Regions from separate parts of the Ovis aries genome. Here all the other regions are linked to region 2. A link is a contact called in public Hi-C data. All regions are on one chromosome and are shown on one strand. Each heading gives the region's core, a stretch centred on a gene start, on an enhancer-like site or on the middle of the called end of the contact. The rest is flanking DNA. Distances are from core to core; before and after follow the strand shown.

Region 1 (4,364 bases), core at 1,487-3,986, 76 kb after region 2:
AAATTGGTGATTTTGCTCTTTAAAATGGCCCACTAGTGTAGTGCTGAAGTGCTGTGTAGCCTTTCTAAGAGCAAGAAAGCTGTGCCCAACTCTTTGCGACCGCATGGACTATACAGTCCATGGAATTCTCCAGAGCAGAACACTAGACTGGGTAGCCTTTTCCCTTCTCCAGGGGATCTTCCCAACCCAGGGACTGAACCCAGGTCTCCCACATTGCAGGCGGATTCTTTACCAGCTGAGCCACAAGGGAAGCCAAGAAGGCTGTGAAGTGCCTTAATAGAGAAAATACATGTGATAAGGACTGAATACATGAGAAAATATGGTGTGGACTGAATGCTTGTGTCCTCAAAATTCATATGTTGAATCCTAACCTCTGGTGCCATTGTATGTGAAGCTATCTAAGGAAGTAATGAGGGTCAAACGAGACCTTAAGGGCGGAGACTTGATTAATAGCGTAAGAGTTGACCGCTCACTTTCTGCAATCAGAAGAAAGGCCATGTGAGGACAAAGGGGACATCTAAAAACCAGGAAGAAAGCTCTCACCAGAAGTCTTCTGCAACCTTGGTCTTGGACTTTCCAGCCTCCAGAACTGTGAGAAAATAAATTTCTGTTAAGTCACACAGTTTGTGGTATTTTGTTATGGCAGCCTGAGCTGACTAAGACAACAAGCTTTAAATAAGCTTCCTTCATGTGTTATAGAGCTGTTGGCTGTGAGCTCAATATTCTTGAATTAATAATATCTATTCAGTAATGTGTTTTTAAACAGATACACACATTTAACAGGGTTATATATTGATTGGTTAATGAACTTAAAACTTCTGCTTCATGAAAGACACCGTCAAAAGAATGAGAAGACAAGCCATAGAATGGGGAAAGTATTTTAAAAGATATATCTGACAAAGGACTGTTATTTCAAACATGTAAAGAACTCATAAAACTCAACAATAAGTAAAGGAACAACATGTTTAGATCATGGGCAAAAGACATGAAGAGACATCCCACCAACAATGATACACAGATGGCAAATAACATATGAAAAGACACTCCACATCATATATCATTAGCAAAAGGCAAATTAGAACAGCAGTGAGACACCAGCACATGCCTATTTAGAATAGCCCAAATCCAGAACAATGCAACACCAAATACTAGCAAGGCTGAAATAGGAACTCTCATCATCACTGATGGGAATGCAAAGGTACAGCCACTTTGGAATACAGTTTGGTCGTGTCTTACAAATTAAACATATTCTTACCGTACGATTGAGCAGTCATGGTCCTTTACTCAATGTATTTACTCAAATGAGTTGAAAATTTATGTCCACACAAAACATCTATGTCGACAACATGGATGTTGATAGCAGCTTTATTCATAATTGCCCAAACTTGGAAGCAACCAAGATGTCCTCCAGTACATGAAAAGATCAATAAACTGTGTGTATTAGTCTTCAGCTGCTAAAATAAAGTATCACAGACCTTATGACCTAAATAACAGAAATTTATTTATTTTTCACAGTTCTGAAGGCTGGAAGTCCAAGATTAAAGTAACAAAAACTTTGGTCACCGGTGAGAAATTTATTCCTGGCTTGCAGATGGCCAAAATCTTCTTCTGTCCTCACTAGGCCTGTTCTCTGTGTGAGCATGCCTCTTCTGATAAGGACACCGGTCCTACTGCATTAGGGCCCCACCTCTGAGACCTCATTTACCGCTGTAAAGGCTTTATTTCCAGATAAGGGAATGGCAGTCCACTCCAGTATTCTTGCCTGGAGAATCCCATGGACGGAGGAGCCGGGCGGGCTAAAGTTCATGGGGTTGCAAAGAGTCGGACACAACTGAGTGACTAATACTGCCACTGCTACACATAGGCACATTAGGGCTTAGGTGTTCAACATACAAGTTTTGAGAGGTCACAGTTCAGTCCATAACACCGAGGTCTATCCAAACAATGGAATATTATTTAGCATTAAACAATGAGGTCTTGAGCTATAAAAAGACATGGGAGGACCTTAAATGCATATTATTATGTGAAAGAAGTCAAGCTAAAATGGCTCCATAATGAGTTTCCAACTACATGACTGACTATGGAGACAGAGAAAGATCAGTGATTGCAGGCGTTAGAGGAGAGAGACAGACAGATTTTTGGGTAGTGAAACTATCCTATAAGATACTGTAATGGCAGCCAAGTGTCATTCATCAAAACCCACAGAATATACAATACCAGGAATGAGATATAAAGTAAACGCTGGACCTTGGATAATTATGATGTGTCAGTGTAGCTTCATTCATTGTAAGAAATGCACTTCTGTGGTGCGGAATGTCGATAGTTAGGGAGCCTGCAAGTGTAGGGAGTGGGGGAGGACACAGATGCACACTCCACTTTTTGCTTGGTTTTGCTGTGAACCTAAAATTGCTCTAAAAATAAAATGTATTTAAAAGGGGGAAAAAAGTGTGACCATAGACTCACAAGATCATAATCTTGTATTTCCCCAGAAGCAATGGTCCAGTATTTGCTAACTCAGTGTTTGCAGTGATTTTATAGAACAGAACTGCAGTGAGTAAGAATTGACTAGATATAGTCCCACTCTCAACCAAAAGCCAAGAAGGGGCAAATGGAACACTCATTTGACTATGTGCCTCCCTTCCTTTTTTTCTTCTAGTTCCTTGCTTCTCTAGGGTTAGAAAAAGACAGCCTGTTCCCCACCACACACACTGCCCTTCACTTACCCACTTCCTGTTCTTGAGATACCTCATGTAAAACTCTGTGATCTAGTTGGTCAGGCAGGCTCGCAGCTTAGCTAAAGGGGTAAAGACCTGGGGACAAACTTTCCTCAAGGATTTAGGCAAGTTTGTAAAGTTGATGTTATGCTGCAGATTCCTGTTATGGAATACCAGAGAGTGATTATTGTCTTCCATCTCCTTGGGTTCCTTCTAGTAATCTCCCTAATCTCCTCCTGCTGTGTCTGGCCTTTCTCTCCACTGGATATTCCAGGGCAATGAATAAAACGATGAACGCCCCGACAAGGCCCAAAGAGCAAAGTTCATGAATCATTTGTGACAAGTCGTCCTCATTTTCCCTGAGAGCCCCGTAGCACAGAGCTCTGTACCTTGACAATGACAGGTGTTCAGTCAGGGACCACACCTGAGCCAGGAGCAGTCAGGTCAGAACCACCATGTGGCGGCCACACCTCCAGACTGCAGGCATCGATGTCTGTCTTTTCCCCTTCCTCCTTCCTCCTTCAATTGTCACACCTTAGTGATCCAGTAACCAATCATCTTTAAGGATAAAACCCTCCAGATATACAATCATCTCGGTGACACATTTTCTACCCTTTTCTGGGAAAGGCGAATGAGCCCCTCCATGAGCCACCATCCCTCAAGGAATCACAGTGTCTTCAGGATTTCACCTAATATCCTCACATCCTTTGCTAATGTAAGCACTTGGGAAGGTGTCCCTAACAACTTGACATGAGACTACACACTGCTTTAAATTAAGAAATCAATGCCAGGCAGGAGAGGGTGGCTTCAAAGGCCCATTAGGCTCAGGAGACTGTCAGCACTGGCCCAAACCTGGCCTGGCACCTGGGCAGGTGATTTTGGAAGATGGGGCTACACCTGTCTCCACTGTTGATTTCCCCTCAAATGGATCTTTTCTCCTGAGTCCCAGAAAATGAGGAATTGTTTCTATGAACACTTTTTAAAGATTTTTTTTTCCCCTGTGGACAATTTTTAAAAGTATTTTTTGAATTTGTTGCACTATTGCTTCTGTTTTACGTCTTGTTTGTTTGGCTGCTAGGCATGTGGGATCTTAGCTCTCTGACCAGGTATCGGATCCACACCTCCTGCATTGGAAGAAGTCTTAAACACTGGACTTCCAGGGAAGTCCCTGAATATCCATTTTCAAAGGTGGAAAAAAGAAAAGAAATCAGCACATCTGACCAGCACAGCCATAGCGAGTGATCCTATACATTCACTAGGACTATTGGTAAACTGAAGGGAATGTAGTCACATAAAGAAAAAAAAGGAATGTCACCCAGAAAAGAAATTCATCAGCAATGAACACAGAGGAAAAGGAGACTCACCAACATACATGTGAGAAGAAGGTATTCTGTCAGGGACTATGCCTTTGCCCAGTGATTTGATTCACTTGGGCTTCCCTGGCGATTCAGATAGCAAGGAATCTGCCTGCGATACAGGACACCCGGGTTCAATCCTTGGGTCAGGAAGATCTCCTGGAGTAGAAAATGGCAACCTACTCCAATGTTCTCACCTGGAGAATTCCATGGACAGAGGAGCCTGGTGGGCTATAGTCCATGGGGTTGCAAAGAGTTGGACACGACTGAGTGGCTAACACTTGATTAACTTGGT
Region 2 (4,112 bases), core at 820-3,319:
GTCATTCTCTGGGTCAAATGGTAATCTCTCCTTTTTGACGTCAGACATTCCTTGCAGGTGGAATTGGGCAAAAGCATGGCAAGGCCACAGACACAACTAAGGGATAAAAACATCACACACGCTCCCCCTTGGTGGCATGGCAAAAGCCTCTTTCATGATGTCATTCATTTGTCCATCCATCACTCAGCAAGCATGGCCTGACCACATACTTCTACTGCCTGACCATCAGCTTGGTGCTGAGGCAAAAGATCAAAGATAACATTATTCCCCAGCATGAAGTCACATGACTATCATAGTCTCCAGCTACAGCACCTGCAGTACTGGTCCTGCTCAGGTAGCTCCCACACCATCCAAGGGCAGGGCTTTGCCTAAAAGTCCTGTCTTCCAAACCCACCTCCTTGTTAATCTCACAACACCACACCTGTGGCTGCAGTACCTGCTGCTCTCACATGGAGACAGGCAAGAAGATCCGAAACAAACTAGGTGTAGCCTCTTTTTGCTTTTCTGACTCTTCTGTTATTCTCTTCTGCACCTAAGATCTTTCAAACAGTGAGCGCTAGAACCACAGGCAAGACATGCAAATGTCAATATCTGACAGCCCAGTGTCACCTCATTCATTGGTGTAGCCTTGAATGGCCTGCAGCATTGCCTCCTTAAAAGAAATCAATGCCCATTGCCTAAGTGTCCAGGACTTAGACTTCTCCACACTTGAGATTAAAGAATAATCTGACTTGTGGTAAAGAATTTCTGAGCTATGAATGTAATGTCCTTATTCGCAAAGACAATATCACCTATAACATTTCTTTCATGTTTCTGATACCTCATTGGCCTACCAACAGATATTAAATTTTCAGAAAGTACTACTTCAAAAAGTCAAAAATTGTACAAAGAATTGAAAACAAAAAATAAAGCAGCACCTTAGGACACAAGAATGAAGCAGTAACTGGCTGCTTAATAATCTGGGACATTGGGGCTCTGGTCCAGAGGACTCAAACACTGGTTCTCCCAAAAGGCTGCCCTGAAAGAGTTGACCAGCGTGGCTTTCCGAGGAAAGATCAGAGGCAGGGAGAACTGAAAACAAAGCGGTCTCAACAAGAGTTGCGCTCCTTCCTTACTTAATACCGCGGCTTTCCTGAAAGGCCAGGTGGCAGGATGTGGGACGACCCCGGCTGACAAAGACAGTCTGACTTGGGGGTAGGGGCTTGCAGATGCTCTAAACTGGAGTCACCCCCCAAGGCAGGCGGACGACCTCCTGCTCCATGCATACTTCTCTGACACTGCTGCCCTCTGAGTGTCTGCAAGCCCTCCCGGAAAGGAGAGCTGACCGGGCCCCCCGCCCCCTAGATTTTGCTGCCGCTGCGACATCCCACCCCTCTGGACCGGTGCTGCACAGTCTGGAAAGAGGCCAGGCGGTTCTGCAAGGTCTACGTGGCCGTAAGCATGCAGAGCTCGACTCCAAAAGGGACAAGCCGAAGAGCAAAGCACCGATGACCACCCGGACCAAGCGGCTCCGGGGGGCGACTCTCCCCCAAGCAACTGCCGTTCAAGTTCTCTGCATGAGCTGCAAGGAACAGTTGGCTGGATCCTAGAATACAGGCTGTCACCCGAACATCTGGCGGCCACCTGCACTCTCAGCAGCTCAGAACCTACGGGGGTCACAAACGGCCAACAAACTTCCCTCTGGGACAGCGGCAAAACCAGGCCAAGTCGACGGGGCCAGCCCGCGGGTCGCTGCCAAATTCGCACCCGCAGCCCTTGTCCCGGGAGAGCCCGTGGCAGAAGGCACAGGGACGCGGGGTTACCTCTTCGGGCCGCGCGATCCTCTTCAGAAATCCCAAGTCCAGGTCAGGACAAGCATGCACCGCAGACTGGGGTCGCAATTCGGGTCGGGGCCGGGTGGAGGCGGCTCCCCATGGACGCCTGGTTCGGTCTAGTTCTCCGGCGGGCCGGCCGGGGGCTGTAGATCTCCTTTGCTGCTGCCACCTCAGTCTTCCCGGCGGCTGCTCTCGCCGCTCCGCCCCCAAGGCCTCCTAGCTTGTCGCACTTGGCCGCCGCGAAGGCTGCCGACTGCCAGTTCTCTTTTTTCCCTTTCTGTTTTACCGCCCGCGGACAGCGGGGATTTCCACCCAGGGACTTTCCAGTCACGTGACACGAGCCCCAGACTCCCGCAGCCCTGATATCGCCGCTAGGGGGCGCAGGAGGCGCAGCAGGAGCGGGAAGCCAGATGCACTCCGCCCCGCCCCGACCCCGCCCCGCCGCCCCGCCCCGCCGCGCTGCCAGAGAAACTCCTGCGCCCCGCCCCGGGGTGTCCCCGCGTGAGTCAACTGGGCATTTCGGAAGCTGGACTGAACGTCACATCCATGTGGAAATCGCAGTGATGGGAACTGGAAATGAAATAGGTTCTTTTTCTCAGCCGTTTTTCTGCAGAAAATCATCAACTGTGGAGAACAAGAAGGGAAATCATAAAGAAAGAAAACCCTAAAAACCACCCTAGCGCCCGGGGACCACAGACCTCTGCTGGGTTTGCACTGCTTGGGCTGCACACGTGATGAGCCCGTAGGGGAGCATCCAACTCTGGGCCCCTGGGGGGATTTCGAGAAAAAGATGCAGTCACAGCTCTTGGTCCTCACCCGCTGCATTCCTGCCATCCCCGGACCCCAGGCTGGTGGGAGGCTACCTGGAGGTGACGTCAGACCTCGAGGCCCTGAAATTCACAGGGGCAAAACCAGACTTAGATAAAATTAGGAATCAAAACCGCTACCAACTCCCTCCGTCACTTGATTAATTTCCCGTCTCCATTTCTGCGTATCAGGGGTCCGGGTGGCATCACATTCAGGTATCATACCAATTTACAAATCACTTCTTGTTCCTTGCTGTCCTTGCCACATTCCCCTAAGCTGTTATTCGGAGTCCTTTTAGGGGATCTTGATAATAGTTCTCCTCAAGATGTCAATGGCTGATAATACTTATTACTCTTACTCTTGATTGGTGTTGTTTTAATCCCTAAGTCATGTCCAACTCTTGTGACCCCATCGACTGTAGCCGGGCAGGCTCCTCGGTCCATGAGATTTCCCAGGCAAGAATACTGGAGTGTGTTGCCACTTCCTTCTCCAGGGGATATTCCACCGAGGGATGGAACCCATATCTCCTGCAAAGGTATACTGGTTCTTTATCACTAAGCTCTCCTATTAAGTAGCATGCTAAGAGCACTGTCTTCACCCAGCGAGTGTCTTGTGGAAATAGGTGTCAGCCATCTTGGAGCTGTGGAGAGAGAGCCACTGAGTAAGTCCTTTTATTGCCTTAGTGTCCCCTTTGACTGGGCTCATTTTCTAGCATGATTAAACTAGAACCAGACTGAAGTATTCCATACCATTGTCCTCTTGTAGACTTAAGAGTACTTGTCAGGACATATATCTCAGGTTTTGAGTTAGAAAATCATACTCCTTTTCTAAGAAGTAAGAACCTGCGGAGAATGAGGTGGAGTCCGCATGGGGGGTGGTACTTTTCCAATGGCTTTTAGAAGTGAGAGTCAGTAGTGACTAAAGTTCCAAGGCTGGTGCTGGTCATTTGAAACCAATGACTGGAATTTTTTTTTCCAGCTCCTAACCGGATATTTGTCCTCCTCTCATTCACAAACGTTTTCAACTCAAGTAACACGGAAACAATGGATAGTCAAGCATATAGTAATAATGATGATGATACTTATCAAGTCCTTATTACGTGCTAGGTTGTAGGCTGTTTGCATTCTGCCATTTAAACCTCACAGTTCCACTTTGCAGATGAAGAAATCGACGTTTAAGAAGTTTAAGCCATTTGCCCAAAGTCTGCACGATCAGTCAGTGACAGAGGCATGACTGGCTCTGAGCCTGCCTTATACCCACACTGTTAGGTCCTGACTATTGATAATCACTCTCAGAAGAGAGCTTATAAGATTTAAAGTCTCAGGGCCCCTGTTTGTAGGGGCCCCACCTCGTAAGCCTATGGCAGTCACTTAGCAAAACATGGACCCTGGCCCGGGGCAGCATGTGGTCTTGGGAGCCAGACAGGGCTTGGTTTTATCCTCAGAAAACTTTCTGAGCTAGGAAAGCTGATAAAAGATGATGGATGTAAAA
Region 3 (4,321 bases), core at 1,210-3,709, 91 kb before region 2:
CTAGAAACAACACTCTTGTTTATTCCATGCTTGTAAAATCATATATTTCACCCATTATGTCTACCTTTGACATGTCTCATAGGATATTTACTTACTATATTTAACATATATTTGGAGTTTTATCCATCCCATTATTTTTCTCACCTTTGGAAGCAGAAGTGAAAATTCTAGCCAGGAGGATACCAGGAGAGAGTGATGGTTGGTGTGCCTGGTATGTTTCCAGGACGGCAGGAAGAGGTGGCTGGGGTGGAGGCAGCAGGTGAGTGGAGATTAGCAGGAGGGGAGGGCAGATTTTGCTGGGCCTGGTGGCCATTGTAAGCACTCTGTCTGTAAAACTAGCACAACTCCATCCTTCACTGAATTCTACTGTGAACTCTCTTTTTCCGTCCCCTTGGGATTACCCTTTACTCACACAGAGGAGGGAAATCACAGTAATGCAGCGTCATGTAGGCTGGAGAGAGTTTCAAAAAGAGGTCAACTGTGTCAGCTGTCCCTGAGAGGACTTTGATAAACAATAGACTCCGGGGGGATGATGAGAATGGGGTAAAAGAAAAGGCCATTTGAATTAGCAATAAAGATGTCATTGGTGACCTTCAAGAGCCAGGTTTCGATGAAACAGCCAGGGCAGAGGCTGAGCGTAGTGTCACAGAGGAAGCTGTGGGGAGGAAATGGATGTACTGCTTCCTCAGGCCTGGTGACCTTTGTGCCTCACGCTTGCTGATATGAGAAAGCGCACCCCCTCCTCCGAAGACTGTGGCCCAGGCTGCAAGCACTTCCCAGCAGAGCCCCACAAACCCAGTTCCCATGTATCAGCCTGCTGATTAATGTATTTCCAGCAAAGTCTACCAGATTCTTTGAAAGGCCTTTGAGGTTGCTCACTGAAGTAAATCCTTTTACTCACTATTTTTGTTTGAATATGAGAGGAGTGAATGATGAGATTAATAATTCTACCTGATCATTGCTAGGACTTGAAAATCTATCATTCTGGCTCCAAAGCTTATCTGCACTCCTCCCCCTCAATCCCTCCTCCATCCCTCCTCCATCCCTCTATCATTTCTGCATCCAACCCTCCATCCATCTCTCTATCTCTCCACCCATGCTCCCTCCCTCCCTCCTTGCATCCTTCTATCTCTCCATTCATCTGTCCTCTTCTTGATAGCTATCTCCTGTGAAAGGCAGGATTTTTTTTTTTATCTACAGGTTTGCTTTGTCCACCTGACCCTGGATCTCAGTCCCCCCCAAACCCTTCTCTCGTCCTCCTCACTCTCCCCAGACAACATGCAGATCAGTGAATCCCTTTTTAGTTCTGATCTCTCCTTGCATTGAATAAATCCAAATTCTTTCTGTCTTCAAAAATACCACTCCTCCCCTTGCTGTCCATCTGTAGCTATCATCCCAGGTCTCTTATTAGCTGAGAACCAAGTCCCTTGAATGCCACATCTGCACAAGATTGTATCTGCCCTTGTCTCTCCACTGAAAGTGATGTCCAGATGCACCCATGTCACCTCCTGACACCATTACTTCTTTATATTTGTTTATATAATTGTCTATTTTCTTTTCTGTCTTACTCAATACTTTAAGTTACCTGAAAGCAAGATTGTTTCATAGTTACTGCTGTCCCCAGCATCTAGACATCCATGGCACAGATCAGGCAGTCAATATTTGTTGAAACAATGAATCGGTGAATGAATGAATGGGTCCTGTCTGTGACTTTTTTCACATGTGACTCAGCTAACCATGTCCTCCTTTTAAAAAACCACTCTTCTATTAGTTGCTAGGGGAATTATTCTCCCTGGCTTTCATTCTAACCCTCTGTCAGCTGTTTCGTGGCTTCATATCTTTAAATGATGCAATTTCTTGGGGGTCGGTTGGTTCCTTTCATTTTTTTAGATTGGAGTATAGTTGCTTTAGAAAGTCGTGTTAGTTACTGCTGCGCAACAAGGTGAATCAGCCATATGTGTACATAGATCCCCTCCCTCTTGAGTCCCCCTCCCAACGCCACCCCTCTAGGTTGTCACAGAGCAGAGCTGAGCTCCCTATACTGTTCAGCAAGTTCTCACTAGCTATTTCGCACATGCTAGTGCATATATGCCAATGCTAGTCTCCCAATTCGTCCTCCCCTCCCCTCCCCTCTCCCCACTGTGTCTGCATGTCTGTTCTCTATGTCTGTGTTTCCATTCCTGCCCTGCAAATAGGTTCAGCTGTACCATTTTTCTAGATTCCCTTCAGGGATCACAGCCTTGTGGAGAAGGGGCTTGTGTAACTCAGTGAAGCTATGAGCCACGCTGTGCCGGCTTCCTAAGGTCCACTCGACTCCACGCTCCAGGATGTCTGGCGTTAATATACAATAGTTGTTTTTCTTTTTCTGACTTACTTCACTCTGTAGGACAGACTCCAGGTCAAGGTTCCCTTCTTAGCAATGTTTATTTCACCTGGGCAAGCACACCTGCAGCTTTAACTGCAACCTTATCTGCACCTCCCATGCTGATCGCCCTTTGTTCTTCAGACTGTGTATCTAACTGCCTTCTGATCATCTCCATTTAACCATTTCATGGGGACCTCAAGTTTATAAGGTAAAACACTGGACTCATAACTCCTGTCTCAGTGATGGTATAGCTATCCACTTATTCATGAAAGCCAGAGATATGGAAATTTTCCTAGATAGTCTCATTTAATCAGATGGTCATTCCTTTAGATATATCTGAAATGTGTCCTCTGTCGTTTTTGGTGTTATGAGTGAGATATGAAGTTTTGGGGGCAGAAATAGGGAGTCCTGCCCTCTTTCTCCTGAAACCCCTCCACACACACGCACACAGAGTCAGCGAGCCCTGTGTCTGAGCATATACGCACAGAGCTGTGATCAGAATCAGGATGTTGCAAATACTTCCAGGGCTTCCAGTCACCAGTGAGGCAAAGCTGTTAGTCTCCCCTCTGCCAGTAGAGATGAGACATGGGGAAGGAGTGCTGAAGACTGGGATAGGACTAACATTGGTGGCTTCCCTCCCACGCCTCCCACTCCCATCTGAGAAACTTCTCCCTCAAACAGAATAAAATAAAACAGAAAAAAGTGATAAAAAGGAACTAAAAAATATTTTGATTGGGGCAATTCCAACCACATATTTCAAAATTGCTGGGTAACTTCCCTCTCTCTATTTCACTGTGCTGAGCATCCCTCCACAGAGGCTTGTCATTTCAGAATTGGAGGGTGTTGCCTTTTCTCGGCATCATTTTAATACAAGTTCATCAAATATCTGACACCCCAAGGCACTAACCATACTGTAGATGCATGAGCTAGGACAGCAGACAGGTGGTGGGGACAGAGCTGGATACAGGGAGAGGTCCCCTGGCTTTCCTGGACTTACGGGGGGTCACCAGGCCCTTTAGTGCCACATTACCTGTGGCATTTGAACTTACTCATGGTGATACTTCTTTACCGTGATATTACTTCTCTCACTCCAGGTCTAGGAAGTAGCCTGGATAGGAGTTGCCACTAAAACACTGGAAGGGGGAAGCTTCAGATAATCTTAGACGGTTTGGGCTTACTGAAGGCAAAAGGAAACAAGTCAAGGATTTTAAGCAGGAGAATGATTGGATCAGTATAGTATTGGAAATCATATAAGTAGCCAATATTTATTAGTGCTTATTATATAGCAGACGTTGTACCAAGTGCTTCATATGGGTTATCTTACTTAATTTTAAAAGCAGCTCTGTGAATAAGTACTCTTAGTTTTCTTCTCTTTACAGATACTGAAGTAAAGACCTAGAGGATCATTTGTTCAACTTCTCACAGATAAGAGGAGGGGGAGAAGGGATGCAACCCAGGTTCACTGGATCCAAGTCCATTTCAACCATCACCCTAAGCCCAGAATCATAAAGAAGGAAATCCATAAGGAGGTATCTTCAGCGTAGTTTGTTTTCTCCTTCAGGGAACCTCCACCATCCTTCATAGTCTCGTTTTTTATAAAGCCACTTGCCTGTGTTGAAGCTACATGACAGTCATATCCAAATATGCCAGGCTCTCTCCTGTCTTTGAGCCCTGGTCCCCCTCAGGGAAGTGGCCACCGTGGTGGGCGCTCCTAGCCCTTCAAGACTTCCAGTCACCACTTCCAGCCTGTCCTCTGACTACTCCTCTCCACTCCCTGGCCCTGTACTGGGGGTTAACACAGATATCCATTGATCTTCAGACTTCTTTACTTTGATACCTTAAAGTTACTTGAGAAAGTAAGTACTGCCACGTGTATCTTCAACTTGACATTCTGAAATTTGTCATCGTAAGCTTAAACGTGGCAAAGGATATCATTTCTTACATATTGTAAATAAT

The links. Hi-C and Micro-C count contacts between places; a contact is called where the count stands out from the background.
Region 1: a Hi-C map of blood shows a contact between it and region 2, with 2.8 times the contacts expected there. The contact joins the enhancer-like site here to the promoter of TNFAIP3 in region 2. A contact is called at or near these places in 4 of 16 Hi-C or Micro-C datasets (blood, omental adipose tissue and tail adipose tissue).
Region 3: a contact with region 2 is called in a Hi-C map of liver, with 3 times the contacts expected there. The contact joins the enhancer-like site here to the promoter of TNFAIP3 in region 2. A contact is called at or near these places in 8 of 16 Hi-C or Micro-C datasets (blood, liver, omental adipose tissue and 2 more).

The regions. Positions count from the first base shown.
Region 1 is chr8:62,947,968-62,952,331 of ARS-UI_Ramb_v3.0, reverse strand. No RefSeq gene overlaps it. Among named protein-coding and RNA genes, the nearest start is that of TNFAIP3, 75 kb to the left of the region's middle. Within about 2 kb of position 2,736, at least 1 of the 54 cell types and tissues checked has an H3K27ac peak or open chromatin away from gene starts, as enhancers often do.
Region 2 is chr8:63,023,441-63,027,552 of ARS-UI_Ramb_v3.0, reverse strand. It overlaps TNFAIP3 (TNF alpha induced protein 3), which reads right to left and starts at 2,069. Exons shown (of 8, transcript XM_060419284.1): 1 at 1,803-2,069.
Region 3 is chr8:63,114,994-63,119,314 of ARS-UI_Ramb_v3.0, reverse strand. No RefSeq gene overlaps it. Among named protein-coding and RNA genes, the nearest start is that of PERP, 86 kb to the left of the region's middle. Within about 2 kb of position 2,459, at least 7 of the 54 cell types and tissues checked have an H3K27ac peak or open chromatin away from gene starts, as enhancers often do.